2 separate regions of the Mus musculus genome follow, and region 1 is linked to region 2. A link is a contact called in public Hi-C data. All regions are on one chromosome and are shown on one strand. The core of a region is the stretch at or near the end of the contact, and the rest is flanking DNA. Distances in the headings are between cores, read along the strand shown.

What was found. Hi-C and Micro-C count contacts between places; a contact is called where the count stands out from the background.
Region 1: a contact with region 2 is called in a Hi-C map of uterus, with 1.6 times the contacts expected there. The contact joins two enhancer-like sites. A contact is called at or near these places in 4 of 484 Hi-C or Micro-C datasets (bone marrow-derived macrophages, macrophages and uterus) and 1 of 115 datasets of contacts at active chromatin or transcription factors (cardiomyocytes).

What each region holds. Positions count from the first base shown.
Region 1 is chr10:56,795,123-56,798,144 of GRCm38.p6, reverse strand. No RefSeq gene overlaps it. Among named protein-coding and RNA genes, the nearest start is that of Gm36769, 140 kb to the left of the region's middle. Within about 2 kb of position 1,679, at least 19 of the 459 cell types and tissues checked have an H3K27ac peak or open chromatin away from gene starts, as enhancers often do. A contact at or near this core is called in bone marrow-derived macrophages and uterus, where this site is marked.
Region 2 is chr10:56,596,978-56,600,053 of GRCm38.p6, reverse strand. No RefSeq gene overlaps it. Among named protein-coding and RNA genes, the nearest start is that of Gm36595, 170 kb to the right of the region's middle. Within about 2 kb of position 1,338, at least 45 of the 459 cell types and tissues checked have an H3K27ac peak or open chromatin away from gene starts, as enhancers often do. A contact at or near this core is called in bone marrow-derived macrophages and uterus, where this site is marked.

The DNA of each region.
Region 1 (3,022 bases), core at 430-2,929, 200 kb before region 2:
CTCTCTCTTTGTCCTCTCTCTCTGTTCTCTCTGTGTGTCTCTCTGTGTCTCTGTATCCCTCTGTCTCTCTCTGTCTCTGTCTCTGTCTCTGTCTCTCTCTCTCTTTCTCTCTCTCTCTCCTTATGGCTCCCCTCCTCTCTCTTTCTCTCCCAGGTCCTCTTTCTCTGTTCTCTCTCTCTCCTTCCCTTTGTCCCTCTCCCTCTTTCTGTCTTTCTCTGCCTCTATCTCTGTCTCTGTATCTCTCTCTCTCTCTCCATCTGTTCCTGGCCAGCCTCTTCCCTTCTTTCTCCTCTCTTTCTGTTTCTCTCTGTCCCCTTTCTTTCTCTGCATCTACTCCTTTTCCCACATCCCCTTCCCATGCCCCAAATAAACTTCATTTTGTCCTAGATCTGTTACATAGCTTGTACCTGGGGGGAGACCTCAGCATGGGACCACTAAAGGCACCCCCTCTGGCAGTAACATACTGCCACATTACAAAGCATATTAGAGTAGGAGATGAAATGACAAAATTTAATGTAACAAGCTGTCAATTAAAAAAAAAACTTTATAGAAAATGTTCAGGCTACCAAAGAGAAGGACTAGAGTAAAAAATAGGAACCAGGCTGCTCTTCCAGGGCTACTCTGTCTGGTTCATTTTCCCTTTCCTGTGCAATATGGCTGATTACCCAGATTCTCCTTTCATACTGCTCACCCATGCAAAGGACCCATGGGGACTTCAGAGGTTATGTCTCCACTTCAAATGGCTATGGGAGGAAATTCTAGAGAAGAAGGAAGAGCAGAAAAAGAGATCGTGAGACATAGAGCTGGAGAAAGTGTTCAACAGTGATTGTGGGCAAGGGCATCCCTCACTGAAAATCAAGATAAACCAGTAGATAAATGAAACTATTAAGCATCTTGTTTCAACACAATCAACTTAGAGCTATGTTTATTTTCTGTTTACTTCCAAAACAATAGTCCAGTGTGTGCAAGAATGTATTGATACAAGAAGGCTCTTTCACAAAGCCTCTCCTGAGTTTACTCTCTCTTTTATTGGTTCTTGCACAACAAAGTTGGGAAATTACAGCCTCAAGTCTCCTCCCTGAAGAGTCAGCTTGTAAATTAAGATGAAAATTATCTCAACAGAAAATTTTGCCCTCTATCATCTTTATTGGCTTCACCTTTCCAGTTTAGAGAGAATAGAAACCAGGCTGGACAACTTTTTCTTTTTTAAATAATGTGCAGGATGCTTGGTGGTGGAACCATTAACTACACATGAGCTTCCAGAACAGTTTCTGCTAAAGAGCGTTGAGATCGGTTGCCCTGTTTTAATTCCGCCTCGGGTAGAAAAAGTCAAGTTCATGTTTGTTATTGTTTTGGTATGCTGTTTATATTTTGCTATGTTGCGTTTCTTTAGAACAAAATGTTGTCAAAGATAAAACAAAATGTGGTCCAGGAGATACATCTTATTTTTAAACTAATATTTCAGTGGCTCAAGATAATCATTTGTTCCATAAACACATGTGGAGAGAGGCAGTGAAAACAAGCCTTGGGTTATGTCAAGAAGAACTGAACTACTTTTTTGTGCTGTAATATAACGGAACTGAGAACCTTGAGACCTTCCAAAGAATCTCTTGTAGGGTGAATCAGACCTCAAGTGCCTGTGGATACATTCCTTGCTTAGCCCTTCACTCCTTCTCCTTCTGAACTTCTTAGAGAAAGAACCAGGTCACAGGCTCTCAGAGCTTTATTTTGTTCTCAGTGGGAGAGGACTATCCCCTGACACACAGCCCTGACCCTTTCATATTCGGTCATTGCCTTTTACCCTTGATCACTGGCTAGAAATGAACCATGCAGAGAAGTGCGGTTGTTAACTGGCCATGCGCACATTCTTGGTAACGACTGGAGAAGTGTAATTGAACAGAGAGAAGGGGTGGGAAACTAAACTATTAAAAATTCTTTGTCATAGATTATATTTCCATGTGGGACATATATTTTGTCTTTCAAATATTAGGTTTGCTTTAGTTTCACAATTTTGCACTATTTACCATTATTAATATTCAACTTTCTTTATTCCGTGCCTTCCTAGGCAGAGCTATACATTCCTGCTAGTAAAAGAACTTTTCCATGAAACCTTACAGCCAGAACATTGTAAGTCCACTAGAAGACCAGTCTTCTGGTCTATTCTATTCATCTCCTAAATGATGCAGATAAAGAAACCAAGTAATACTCGGGCTGATACTTGAGTATTGTGCTGGGTCTTACCTATATGAAGAACAGAGGATGGCTCCTTCTGCCTAGAACTTCTGTGCAGCTTTCTTTCACAGTTTACCTTAGACTTTTACAGAGCAGGGCAGCACAAAGCAAAGACTTGCTTCACAGCCAGTGTCTGGTGCTGTCGTGCTCTGAACTACTGAGTCCACCACATACAGATTCTCTCAGCCTAACAAGGTGGTGCTGCAGAACACCAAAGAGAGCTGATTTAGCAGAGTACTTCTGGGCCTCAGCTTTTGAAAACAGGGAGCCTAGTGGGAGGTCTTTTGTCACATGTGGGAGTGGGGGTAGGCAGAGTTGAGTCCTTAATAGGCACAGCGGGACTCCATTGCCCTTGCTTTTGATCTCTCTTTTCCATCCTGACTATTAGGCAAGTGGTTTTGCCTCATACTCCAGTTCTGACACTCCCCAAAGCAACAGAAGCAACCAATATAATGTACTAAAAAGCGGAAAAACTGTAAGAGGAAGTAAACCTTCCTCTCTTTAAATGAAATTGAAGGCTACCAGGAACACAAGTGTCATTGCTACCACATGGCTAATAATCCAATCTGAAAACAAGTGGGGACGCGTTCACCAAATACATCTTATAGTGCACAGAGCTCCAACTGAGAGCAACTTTGAAGTTGAAAATGACCAACCTTAACTCACACAATATGTACTCACTGATAAGTGGATATTAGCCCCAAACCTAGGATACCCAAGATATAAGATACAATTTGCTAAACACATGAAACTCAAGAAGAATGAAGACTGAAGTGTGGACACTATGCCC
Region 2 (3,076 bases), core at 89-2,588:
CGTGGGAGAATTTTCTCACCGGGGCTTAAACAATTGGCCATCACACCTTTTTGAAGTTCATAAGAGTCATTTTGGATTTCAAAGATTTCTCACTAAGGGGAAGAAAACAGGCTAGAATTTTCACACAACCATTGGACTGAGCATTGTTAGATGGGGCCTGAACACCCTTGTTGTAAATCAGCACTTTTGTGCTTTTAATAACCTTAGCTGGAGATCAGAAGTGATGAGCCAAGTTTATTGTTCTTAATTTCTTCATGTCAAGCAAGGAAACCCTATGTTCATCTAGGATGAGAACAAGAAAGAATGCAAACGTAAATGTCCTTGAGATTATTTGGCTAACACAAATTTTGGAAATATCTCCTTAAACTACTTTGCTCTATGTTAAACATCCTCAGATTTTTCCACCCTGAACGAACTTAGGACAAGTTGTCTCAAAGCCATGATTTGTCATATAAAGCAAAGCTTTAACTCTTTCAGTACAGTTTGAATTATTTATAGAGTTCATGCTCCTTAAACCAAGAAACTTAATGAGATCATGACTCTGATGATAAAGGCGTCTTACTTACACGTTTTGCCTTAGTCCATGCAGAGTCCAGTGGCAACTTGCTCTCAGTCAGTACTGGATCCTGAGGACAAGAAACTGCAGACCTGCAAGGAGAGGAAATCACTCATAGTTACTCTAAAATTAAAGTACCTATTCCTGCTTTACAGTTTATCAGATGTTTCAGCCGGATGCTGATTGTTTTAAAACTGTCTAAACATAGTGTATTTCCTAAAGGAATGTTGGCAAACTGAACACTTGCTTCTAGTGACAACATCCGAAATTTTATTAACATAAAAAGGCAAATGAGTAAACAGACACACGGTGTTCATCAGCATATGTATTTCTTAGGAAAGCTAAGCCCCTGGAAAAGTAAGTCATGATTTTACAGTAGGTTATTAAGTACTAACCATAATAGAGATTTAACTTACTGTTAAATCCTTGAAAGTGAGGAATAATAGCCTTCTAACTTTGGATATGAATGTAATTTTTCCCTCGAGTCTTAATAAAGATTAGGCATCTGTGGATAAAAACCTCACAAACTAGAGAAAACACATTTTAAAATTCACTATCCCTTCAGAAGTCTGCCCCATCGCCTTGTACATCTACCTGTGGTTTGGTTTCTCTATGCTGTCAATTGAAAAGGAACCTACTTTTCTAGATTGGAGATTTTGCTTTTGGGGTTAGAACAGCTTCATTCCCCCACTCCGCTTGTTTTTAAGTACCCCATAGTTTCAGGCTCTTCCTCAATGAAGAATAATGATTTGACTGACAATTATTTTCAGCACATGACCAAAGGCTCTTTTGAAAAAAAAAAAAATCTCAAAATAACACAGGAAATACTGAAGGGCTAATGGCTCAGACTCCTACAGTTAAATTAGACTTACAGAGAAAAAAAATTAAAGGGATGAGTGTGTGTGGTAAAGCTCTTAAGACATTTTTAATGAATATAAAGTAGTCCATCCAACAGGTAAACACAGCAGTCTGAAACATGTTTTAAGAAACTACAGGAGTTAAAAATGTGCATCAGGAAGCTGCAGTGTAACACCATGCCGACGTCTTGAGGAAATAGACTTTCAAAGCATCGATTGTGCAATGCTAGATGAGTCACATAGGAAATTATGAGCCTGAATCCTGTTAAGACACCAGTGGTTCCAATAAATGCTCTGCTCTTCTTCCCTCTCTTCCAACACAGCTGTGCTGTCTTCTTGGTTTGAGGGTCATCCAGCTGCCCATGAGTAACCACTACTAATCTTTCCTGTTGTTGGTTTTTGCTTTGTTTCTACTTAATTAATAATCCATGTAGAATTCTTGTCTTACACCCTCTCTGACTTATTTCAAGATTGATAAGACACTGGTCACACAGTTCATGACTTTAGGATGGTGCCTTTTATTCAATTAGCCTAGCTGCCATTATTTTTAGCTGCAGGTAGCTGAAGGAATTCTTATAGTCCGAAGACTACAAAGGTACAAAATGGTTTAAGGCTGTGAATAATCAGTAAAAAAAAAATCATATATAGAGCACCATACACAGAAGCCAAATGTTTTCCGACAGACACAGATCAAGGGACCCAGCCCACCTTGGGTATTGGGGCAAAGGTTAAACATTGTTGATCACTGTTAAGTCTTGTTAAGAATTTTGGTTAAGCCTTTGTTAAAGTCTTTTTCTATAAGCACCTTTTGATGTTTCTCCATGGACAAATAAAACTGTTGAGAATATGCCATTTGAGAAAGCTTCCTTAATGCCTTATATCCTTGAATGGAGAGCTATCCAGAAAGAATGGCACTCCAGCTGCAAGAGCTAGTGTAATGACGGCTGCGGAAGGCAGGACTCCTGTTTGGAGTCCACAGCCTGTGTGAGCAGTGGAAACTTCCACTGGGAGCAAGACTAGCCCAAGTGAACTTTAGATGACCTGGCCTACAGCGTCTCTAGAGAGCCCCACGTCTGGTTGATATGACCTTTCAAAGGCTGTCATCAATCCAGTCCAAGGAAAGAAGAACACAACCCCTACACAGCAAAGAGCTGTGACTGGCAGATAGGAGGGCTATACCTATTCTTGGCTGCCATTGGCCTGGCTATTGGTATAAATTAGAACCACCCAGTTAGTATACTATACCCACGCTTTACAGTCCCTTCTAGCTACATAGCTAGCCAATCTTACTGCATTTTAAGTTAGTCCAGACAAATCATTGATCTCAGAATGCATATGCTTTGCAGCCGTGCAGAGTGGTGAAAATAATGAGGGCTGTTGTGTTGATGGTAGCAACAGCAACATGCAAGTAAGTAATGGCATGCAAAGGGCAACCAGGTGTAAAGGGCACACATGAAGCTAATACTGAAAATGCCAAGAAACTGAGGGTCCAGGCCACTGAAAGACATTCCAGAGAGCAGCCAGGGCTTAAAGACTCAGGATACTGTGCAGGATGCAACACTAGCTGGTATTAGAGACTAAGTCATGACACCAAAGGGTTGGAGCAAAAACTGCCTGGCACTGATTGATGTTACTACCAAGAGCTGAGGGCTGTCCCAACTGC